Regions from separate parts of the Sander lucioperca genome. Here region 2 is linked to region 1. The links are chromatin contacts, called in public Hi-C maps. All regions are on one chromosome and are shown on one strand. Each heading gives the region's core, a stretch centred on a gene start, on an enhancer-like site or on the middle of the called end of the contact. The rest is flanking DNA. Distances are from core to core; before and after follow the strand shown.

Evidence for each region. Hi-C and Micro-C count contacts between places; a contact is called where the count stands out from the background.
Region 2: a contact with region 1 is called in a Hi-C map of liver, with 4 times the contacts expected there. The contact joins the promoter of ipo11 here to the promoter of htr1aa in region 1. A contact is called at or near these places in 2 of 2 Hi-C or Micro-C datasets (liver and muscle).

What each region holds. Positions count from the first base shown.
Region 1 is chr2:8,961,627-8,967,325 of SLUC_FBN_1.2, forward strand. It overlaps htr1aa (5-hydroxytryptamine (serotonin) receptor 1A a), which reads left to right and starts at 4,259. Exons shown (of 1, transcript XM_031306048.2): 1 at 4,259-5,699. The coding sequence starts at 4,487.
Region 2 is chr2:9,200,333-9,205,776 of SLUC_FBN_1.2, forward strand. ipo11 (importin-11) reads right to left here and starts at 2,114. Exons shown (of 30, transcript XM_031305262.2): 1 at 1,949-2,114.

The sequences.
Region 1 (5,699 bases), core at 3,009-5,508:
CACTGAGGCCGTAGAGACACCGCAGTCCACTGAGGCCGTAAAGACACCGCAGTCCACTGTGGCCGTAAAGACACCGCAGTCCACTGAGGCTGTAGAGACACCGCAGTCCACTGAGGCCGTAAAGACACCGCAGTCCACTGAGGCCATAAAGACACCGCAGTCCACTGAGGCCGCAAAGACACTGCAGTTCACTGAGGCCGTAGAGACACCGCAGTCCACTGAGGCCGTAAAGACACCGCAGGCCTTACAAGCCTCTCTGGATAGGGGATCCTCCAGCATCACTGCTGCGGTCAGATGCCTGGCGTCAAAAGACAGAGCAGCCAAAAAGACTTTGAAGCGAGCTATCAAAACAATGAAATCCTTTCTCCCAGGACGAAGAACTGCATTGAAGAGGATTCAGACAGGAGGACGTAAAGGCAAGAGTAAGAAGTCACAGTGGAAGTGGTGTTTCAGTGGAAGGCGGAGGAATATGATTCAGCCAGCTCCACTACAACATTTGGATGAGACTGTCAGGTCAGCCAGCATTAACTTGACACCTAGGAGCACTGGAGAGAGCGCTCTTTGTTCTCCAGAGACGCCCTCCACCACCTCCTGCATTGCTGCTCTGGGAGCAGACCTTAGGTCCACTAACCTAGTGTTGGTGGACTACGTGGAGGACGAGGATCAGACACCAGAAGAAACCAGAAATGTTCTTTCATCTCTGTCTTCTGCCAGCTCAATTACACCAGATTATCAGGTTAAGGTTGCTTGGTCCAAACGCCCTGAGAACCCACCTCTGACTGAATCTACAACTGATGAGTCCCAGGAAGATATCACTTCTTTGAGTCAACAGTCCACTGACTCTGATGAGGAGAATGAAGAACCCTTCAGCCAGAGCTCTGTGGAGCAGTCTCAGTCTGACTCTGAGTATCTCAGAAATAACCAAAGGGATGCTGAGGAGACCAAGGCAAAGAGGAGCAACCACTTCTCCCGCTTCATCTGTAAAATCTTCTCAAAGGTAAGGGTGCATTTACAAGGGAATTTTAATCAGTGGAACCATTTTAAAAGTACACAAGAATAGATTAGACTTAGACTTCGACTTCTCTTTATTGATCCTTTTGGGATGACTCCCGCAAGGAAATTAGATATCCAGCAGCAGATTTTAGCAGCTTACAAAACACTCTTTAAATAAAGAGGTATACAAAATACAGTATAAGAATAACAATAACAATAAACTTTTAGCTAAATATTTTTTACAAAAAGTAAACAAACAGTAAACAACAATAAACTACAAATAAATAAAGATAAATATATAGATATATAGGACTGTGTATGGTATTGTGTTATTGTACAGTTAATAAATAAATTACATTTAGCATACATTAGCAGTTAAGAGCAGTTAGAGTGTCCAGGTATGTATGTGAGTAGATTATTAATTTATTCCACAGTGAATGAGTGAGTGGCTACCACTCCTTCCCTTCCTTCCTGTTCCGTTCTGTCCTCTTTACCCTATTTATTCCTCCCTGCGAGTGAGGAGTTGTAGAGTATGATGGCATGAGGGACAAAGGAGTTCTTGAGTCTGTTGGTCCTACACTTGGGAAGGAGCAGCCTTCCACTGAACAGGCTCCTCTGGTTGCTGATGACGGTGTGCAGGGGGTGGCTGGCATTGTCAGTAATGTCCAGCAGTTTGTCCAGAGTCCTCCTTTCTGCCACCGTCACCAGTGAGTCCAGCTTCATGCCGACCACAGAGCCGGCCCGCCTGATCAGATTGGACATAATCTGACCAGATGCGATGACAGATATTAAGTCAGGTGGAACAGACCAGCAGAGACAGTATGAAGGATGTATGACAAGTTGTCTCAGCTTTACTTTACGTGTTATCTCTCATCCTAGTTCTCAGTAGTTTTTAACTTCTCTCCTACCTACTTTCTTTTCTGTCCTTTCCGTCCCTTTATTCTCTAATTATCTCTAATATTCCAAAAGCATCAAAAGCCATGTATTACCAATCCTGTGATTCATGAGAGAAGTGATGATGCTTTTTCTGGACCAAACAAGTCCAGTTGTTTATGACTTGAAGACGTCTCCTGATCTTGTGTTAAACTGTAGACATTTATTTGTGTTTCTGTACTGATGTGTTGTTTTCATTTTCTGTTATTTTCCAAAAAAGAATAAACAGGAGGAAAAGGAGAAGAAGGCTTCAGCAGAGAATCAGACCAAGCAGCCTCACTTTTGGTTGTGGCTGTTGTTCTGCAGTGCGTGCAGCTGTTGCCTTGACAAGTAAAGAACAGGATCAGGGCCAGACTCTACTGGTCTGACAATAAGTGCTCCCCATCTCTCCTTCTCCTAATGCACCCTTTTCTCCCCCATCTCCCTCAATTGTCCCACCGTGGTATCTCTTTCTGCCCAGTACTGTTTACCATCTCTATGTCACTGGCTTTAAATATAATGGAGTAATGTACATTGTGTTATGTTTTTACAGTGTTCTGTCAGACAGCTTAAATACATTAATACTTTGATGACTGCATATCGATGTTTCTTGTAGTTTGTTGGACACTTAAATGACACTTACAGTACATATAAAGAACATGACTTTCATTGTTACTGACAAACCAGACTAAAGGACAACACACACTGTCTGCTGCACGTCAATTGACGATCACACACATAGGAAGTGTCATACAGAAAATACTATAACTATAGTATAAGGCTGAAACATGTACTTGTATTGAGCTCATTAATTGAGTAGATCCACTTTGTGCAGCTTGCAGCAGGCATTAGTTAGCCAACACTGCACAGTCAGGCAAAGTCTTCAAACTTCTGCCCTCTGATAAAACACATCCATGTGTGACTGTGACTAAATGTCTAGTAAAAAACGTTACTAGTGTAAAACATAGCTAAAGGGCATAAGCTAGTTACATACTCGTTTTCATGTTGAAAGCAGCAGGAGGGTCAGTCAAGTTCAATGGTCATTTGGAGCTTTAGTGGGGGGTAGTGACACGTTGCCCATCTTTATATACAGTCTATACTGTTGTACTTCATGGACACAAATTTAAATGTATTCTTGGTTAAATGATCTTATAAACTCAAACCACTGTACACCCCTCCCTCCCTTGTTTTTCCTCACTAGCTGTTTTTATTCTAGGCTGTTTTCTGACTCTCGGCTGACATTATTTATATATATTTATATTAGTTGGCTCAAACACACTCGAACATGAGCCAAAAACAACTATTGTTTTAATTGTTTTCTAGGGGATCCTCTCTTTCTCTGTCTCCCTCAATTTTTTCAATTTCAATTTGCTTTATTGGCATGACAAAATCAATTTACTGTGTAGCCAAAGCATAGAAAAAACAACAACGAAATAAGAGAGTAAATACATGCTCTCACTTTGTCTCTCTGTCTATCGCTCTCCCTCTCTGACTCCGTCTTCTAACGCCATCAACAAGGTGCCAGAGGCAGTACGGTAAAACCTACATTTAAACCTGTGTTGACATCATCAAACACACACACGCACGCACACACACACACACACACACACACACACACACACACACACAGTTTGCTTCTCATCTTCAACCATCTCACTATCTCCCTCGGCAGCTCAACCCCCTCCTGTTTCCTTATCCTTCCTACGGTATCTTACTTGCCTTAAACCCCAAATACTGATACAACAGTCTTCATCATTTGATGCAGTACCCATCATTTGGGCAGCAGATGGCAGCAGCTCTCCTTTCTGGACTGTTGTGTCGCTGTCCCTAGTCCTGAAACTGCCTCTCGCTCCCAACGCCCTGGACATGTTACCTTTCTCTACATTCTGACTCGAATTGCGTTGTTGCGCCCTTAAACGCTTTATTTCCACATGTTTCCGAGTTCCCTTTAAGTTCTTTTTACTTGTCAAAACGACTGTTTAAAATGAAGTTGGCTCAAACAAGAAAGTTAATTAGAAGTGATAAAAGATATTAATATTTCCACCTCGCGTATCCCGATGTTTTGTAATAACTCAGTTAATAAGTATTAGTCCTGACTGACACCATTTGAGATGTAAACTAAAAAAAACAATCCACAATTTGTTACATTAAGCGAGTCCAAAGAGTAAAATAAAGGTGAGAGTTAAGAAAAGGAGAGCTCTGCGCCCTCATCGGCTTTCTGCAGTGAAAAACGGAGCAACAAGAAAAGCCGAGGCACAAAACTCCAGGGCGACCTCCACACGGTCTGACGTACCCAAATCTGCTGGTATAAATGAATTCACGGCGTCAGCAAGCTCAGAGGGTTTGCAGTACCAGGGAGCGCACCCGTCTGTTAACACTCACAGGCTATAACACACACACACCCCTCACACACGTCTGCGTCATGCGTCCTGAGAGCCACGGCATGAACGCGGTAACTCCGATGGACCCAGGTAAAACGCACAGCGGCAGCAGTCTGAGGGGCTGACTGTGTCCTGCTTATCTTTCCAGTTGCGTGTCCCTCACTGTTCTGAGAAAGTCGCGCTCTGAGTGTGGTCGCATTATGGATTTTATAACAACAAGCAGCAACAACAACAACAGCAACGCGACCAGCGGTTACCCTGATGGGGTGGAGGTGGTTGCCGACTGGGACGGGGGTGAGAATGGCACGGGGTCTGGGTCTCTTCTAGATGTGAAGCTGAGTTACCAGATTATCACCTCTCTGCTCTTGGGTGCCCTTATCCTCGCCTCCATATTTGGCAATGCGTGCGTCGTGGCAGCCATCGCCCTGGAGAGATCTCTCCAGAATGTGGCTAACTATCTCATTGGATCCCTGGCCGTGACAGATCTTATGGTATCGGTACTGGTTCTGCCAATGGCGGCCCTCTATCAGGTTTTAAACAAGTGGACATTGGGGCAGGAGATCTGTGACATATTCATTTCACTGGATGTACTGTGTTGCACATCATCCATCCTGCATCTGTGCGCCATTGCCCTGGACAGGTACTGGGCCATAACAGACCCAATTGACTATGTAAATAAACGGACACCAAGGCGAGCTGCGATCTTGATAAGCGTGACTTGGCTAATTGGTTTCTCCATCTCTATTCCGCCTATGTTAGGCTGGAGAAGCGCGGAAGACAGGGCGAACCCCGACGCCTGCATCATCAGCCAGGACCCGGGCTACACCATCTACTCCACATTTGGGGCATTTTACATCCCTCTCATCCTCATGTTGGTCCTGTACGGGCGAATATTCAAGGCTGCACGGTTTCGGATTCGAAAAACAGTCAAGAAAACCGAGAAAGCAAAAGTGTCAGAAAAGTGCTTGACTGTGTCTCCGGCCATCTTCCATAAGAAAACCAACGGGGAGGCCGAGGGCAAAGGCTGGAAGCGCAGCGACGAGTCCAAATACAGCTCTCCGTGCGTAAACGGCGCGGTGAAGCACGGAGAGGAGGGTGAGTCACTTGAGATCATAGAAGTTATCAGCAACTCAAAGACGCACCTGCCGTTGCCCAACACCCCTCAGTCCTCCTCGCAGGGCTTTGAAAACATGAATGAAAAGACCTCGGGGGCGAAGAGAAAGATCGCGCTGGCCAGGGAACGTAAAACGGTGAAAACACTGGGGATCATCATGGGAACTTTCATCTTCTGCTGGCTGCCCTTTTTCATCGTCGCACTTGTGCTGCCTTTCTGTGCAGAGAGCTGCTACATGCCTGACTGGCTGGGTGCAGTCATAAACTGGCTGGGCTACTCCAACTCTCTCCTCAACCCCA
Region 2 (5,444 bases), core at 864-3,363, 240 kb after region 1:
TTAGCGTAGTTAAACACTACACACAGTGAAATTACATGTCCTGTTTTTATTTCACACATACTATCTGCTTTGAGTGAGTTAAGCTATGGGCTGAGCCCCGTCAGATGGCAACACCAACCCTACCACCTTAACTAACAAATTTTTTGCGGGGAACCCTGAAATATGTCAACAATGTCTGTGTTACACATTAAACTAATACTGTACATGTTTATACGCAGGGACTGGTCTTATTTAAGACTCCCATATGATTTGGATGGACATTCTCAGTGATGACACTTTCACTGCAAAACTCCCAAGATGATCATTTAGGTTGCTCAGGTTTAGGTCCTTTACTCACAGTAGGATAAACCTTTGAAAAGGACAGGCAATCAGTGTGAAGTAAGATGCCTCCAGTGCAACTGCAACAGCCTCCTCATAATTCCTACACATGATGGTAGTGTCAGTTTTACAAATGTGTCAAACCATCTTTAACTGACGAAGGAGGATGGATACCGAAGTTGTACAACATCCATATACAGCTGGAATGTGGTCAGATGTTTGTTGTTGGTGCTGATCCTCTAGCAGTCCACTAGATCTGTAACAACATAGGCCTCTTTCACTGCAGATCTTTTGACTTGTCATAGGAGGAGAAGCGCAGGTGTTACTAATAACATTAACGATGGCTCCATTGTCCATTTTGTGTCTCAAGTGTCTTAGTAAGCCATGGCAGTGGGACAGTGAGCCAGCATGCACAATACCAAGACCCTGAAAACAAAGCAGCTCGATGGAATTCAGCCATTATTATTGTCATTATTTACACCAATGCTTTTCCTATACAAATATATTCTGTGAAAAGGGCTTATTGTCAGGTTTTATATCGAGTGTTTTCTAATTTAAAGCACATGTCGCAGTTACATACTGTGTTTTGACCAGGTCAGAAATGAATGCATGCACCCACTCTCACCACATACGCTAGGAATTGACAAAATAAACCTTGCTTGACTTGACTGCCTGCCATTGACAATTTGTAATTTTGTAAATGAGTAAATATGCAACCTGTGTAACAGGTTAGTTAGCATGCTAACATACAGTGTTAGGTAACACTAACAGTTATACTGTAATAGGGCCAGGCAGAGGACAACTTGGCTTTAGTCAAATCAATCAAGCCGTATTGTAGATAACGTTTTAATTGGCAGCGTTAGCGTTAAGGCTATCTGCATTCTGCGTGATTAGCTAGCTAGCTAGCTGATAAAGTTTTGCTGCCGCTAGCTTACTTGTTCACTCAGCCAGCATTTGACAACTAACGTTTAGGCTAGCTAGTGTTAGCGGCAGGGGCTTGCATATGCAAAACACCAGACATTTAGCTGGCTAACGTTGGATAGGACCCCAGCACACTGTGTTGACTAGAGAGTTTCGTTCACTCAGTGTTGTTGTACAATACAACACTACTGAACTAACGTTACAGCTATATGCATCGACGGGTATATATGCATAAAACCGCTATGATAAATGTCAACATCATCACAACCACATTTGCTATAAAGCGTGTCTATGAAGTGGGTTAGTTGGTTTTCGAAGCGCAGAGAGAACCAAAACAAGCTGAGTGGTAGGGGGTCAGAAGAGAACAACAACTGTAACATTAACTACCTTTAGCTACATTAAAACTATTTTGATTCAAATGTGACTTCATTAGCTCTGAAATTATCGCAATATAGCCTAGGTTGCTTTGGTGTCCCTCTTCGCGTCATTTACAATGAAAATAAGATAACCGCATTTACTAATGAAAGTGGCTAACGTTTCACTTCCAAATCGTGCATAACGTTACCCCCCAAACACCAACGCTAACTTTGGGCTAGCAAGCAAGCTAAACTTAGTCAATGCGAAATCAAGGGCCGACAGTGTCCGTGAAATTAAATAACCTCTTTCCTCAAGCAAATGTCTTAAAATAGAAACATAAAACCGGACTCACCTAAAAGAACGACGGTTAAAAAACAAAATCTGTGCTGTAGCAGTGGCTGTACAGCGGCTGTTAAAGCTCTGCCAATAGTAACGTAATGAGAGATGGAAACACACACGCTTGTAGGAATGGCGCGAGCAACACAGCAGGCGCGCGCTGATGACGTCTGAGGTTTAGCAGGCGTCTTTCGTCATGAATGAATGGAGCCAGTTGTATACTGCTATGGTTGTGTGCTTCTTATCGTTGACATATATAAAAGCTTGTATGCTAAAGATATACAGGTATCATCATTACTCCTTCTCATCTTCATTGTTGTATTTTGTAAAGTACCCATAGCATGTGGGATTTATACAAATAATAAAACTCTGTATTAAGCACTACTTTATACATATATAACATATAATTGGCTTTTACATTTAGCCTTCCGCTTGCCTGATCAGGCTTATTCATGCATGTTGTATTCATAAATGTGAACTCACTCTTCGGTTGTGTTTTAACATGAAGTCGAACATGACAGCTGATTTAACTTTCAGCAACTCTGAAACTCTAAAGGGTGATTCTCTAAGATGGGTGCCTTTTGGATCAGACCTTTTCTGAGGTGAGGAAAAAATACCTTAATTATATTTCTTATCATTTCATGTGATAGTGGATTAGTTAAACATACATTACACTACAACAATACATTTCCCACCTAATGCATGAAATCCCAATCATCATTAGGTATTTTTTTCTCAGTGAAAGTTGTTTTGAGTCCCACCCCGTCAGACAACTTGGACCTCGGGTGTAAATATGATTTGAAAAGATATTCAAGAAAATTCTTGTAGAAGCTTAATAATCAGATGTCCCTTGGTTAAAATCATATTCTATGTAGAATTTTTATTTTCAAATACTCACCATTTGACTGCCAATCAGGTCATGAGAACTTTATCTAACATCAGCCTTCATATTTTATCACAAAATATGCATTAACATTAGGATTTGATTAGGCTTTCATAGTTTTTCTGATTGTCCTGTAAATTCCACACACAATTCAACAAACAAGAAAGGTGCAATATGTAATATATTTACTGTATTAATTAAAAAATGACCACAATATGTCATCAGATATTAAGATAACATGCTAAGCTGAAATACTATGTTTTCTGACAACAATGCTAAAGCCAGTATTTCCTCCTAAACAGGTAAGCATTAGCTTCAGGCTAATTTCTCACCGCTACTAGGGATGGGCATTTTCAGTCATTTCAACATTTGTGTACTCACATTGAATTTAGTAACGTAACGTTACTCGAGTTAGTTAGTCACAAAACAATTGAGACACAGCCAGTGAAGTAATTCCGACTGGTCACGCCATAACTGCTAACATTATACGGAGGACCAGGCAAGCGGGCCACGGGTGTTACATAGCCAACAAACGGTGAGTAATTTTAAGACAAGAAAGGGTGGCTGTAAATTGGTAGAGAGGACCGTGAGTTTGCGCTGTTTTTAGCAATTGTTTCCATTATTTTAAGCCAAGGAAGTGTGTCTGTCAGTGGGGTAGACAAGACGGCGATGTAGTGGTGTTTTTAGCGGCTGTCGCCATAATTTTAAGCCAAGGAAGTGTGTCTGTCAGTCGGGGAGGGATGACGGCGAGGTAGTGGTGTTTTTAACGGCTGTTGCAATAATTTTAGTCCGAGAAAGTGTGTTTGTCAGTTGGGTAGAGAGGATGGGGAGGTAGTGGTGTTTTTAGCGGCTGATGCCGTAATTTTAACATGAGAAAGTGTGGCTGTCAGTCAGGTAGAGAGGAAGGCGAGGTGATGATGTTTTAGCAGTTGTTGCCGTAATTTTAAGCCCAGATAGGGTGGTTGTCAGTTGGGTACAGAGCTCCGTGTGAGTACGGGCTTTTGTGACTAGCCAACATAGCCAGCATCTAACGTCAGCTACTCCGCTGTGCTGTGGAGTAATGTCTGGCTATGCAATACTAGCATCTAGACATTGATGATGCTGTGTTCTCAACCTGGCAACCCCCGTGAACTTCGAGTCTGGGGAGGAGGGGGCGGGGGAGACGACTCAGTCCAGTATTTTGCATTTGGACTGCAGTAACTATTTTAAACACTAGCTGTTAGTATTACATATTCAACCTTTAATCTCATATTTTTTCTTATCATCAAAATATCAATAAAAAACTATCAAATAAAAGGGTTGAACTGAGCGTGATGGGGTTGAAAATGGCCATAAGGTTGAAGGGACGATCAACATTTTGAATATGGTGTGAAATTAATGATATAACATTCAATAAAATGGGAATTTAATTTTATTAAAGTTGACGGTGGGCAACAATCAGAATTTTAGTCATATAAAACAACATTTTATGAAGTATTTAACATTTTACAAAATCATCAAGCATAAATTCATCCCAAACATCAATGGAATAGATCTGTCCATATGGTCCAAAAATCCCATATACAATGTATAGCATAGGCTATGGAAAACTACCTTGCTGGAATCTCATTTAGCTTAAAACTAGTATGCAAAACATAACTTTGAACTCTAAATACGTGACTATAACAGGTTTATTCATATATCCTTTATTCATAAATACTGGCCCACACTTTTTTCTGAATTTTCATATGTCGTGATGTCACAGGCTTATGGAGGCGGGATGAGCTCAAGTACGTCATCAAGTAGATAGCACATCCTCACGAGCAGGCCAAAAGAACCTGTTTGGGCCAACCCAGTGCATGCATTTAACTTGAACATGCGTATCATCAATTGCAATGATTATTCCTGGAAACAAATCTTGGTGCAGTGGCAGGGCAGGTGCAGGGCAGTGGTGTGTGTTCAGATTTGAACACACACCACTGCCCTAGCACCTCTGGGTCTTCCCAGTGGATTTGCGTCTGCCTCTGTGACACAGCAGCTGGCACCTGCTTAACAAAGCTAAGGCGCTGCTTGCGACCGTGCATTTGCGCGGCACTCAGACACCGCAAATTGTCACCAATGAAAAGGGAACTCCCTGCTCAGTTCAATGATACCTCACAAGAGACTCTACGTCATACAGTTCAGCAGCTGTGAAAGGTGGCATGGCAAGTCGTCACCAATGAAAAGGGAACTCTATGCTGAGTTCAATTATACCTCACACAAGACTCTACCTTAAATGGGTCACCAGCTATGAAAGGGGGCGTGGTTTAAGCATAGGGGTACATAATGTTATGTAAGTGGCTGTGGCCTGTATAAGTGGGAGTGGTTAAAGTATAGAGGGTGGCTCAGTATTACATGTAGACCACACATTCTAAGTTTCATGTAAATCGGATGATGTTTGTCATATAAGGCTGATTTCCCGTTGCCAGCGGGGGGCGCTATGGCGTATAGATGACCTCAGGCCTGGACCCTTGTCAATCGTGAGACATTTTGGCCAAATTGGACAATGTACACTAAAGTTACAACAACTTCTTCGTTCATCGATAAATGCTCAAAATGGCCGCCACGCCACGCCAACACCGTTGGACGAAAAGTTTTGCTTTTAATACCT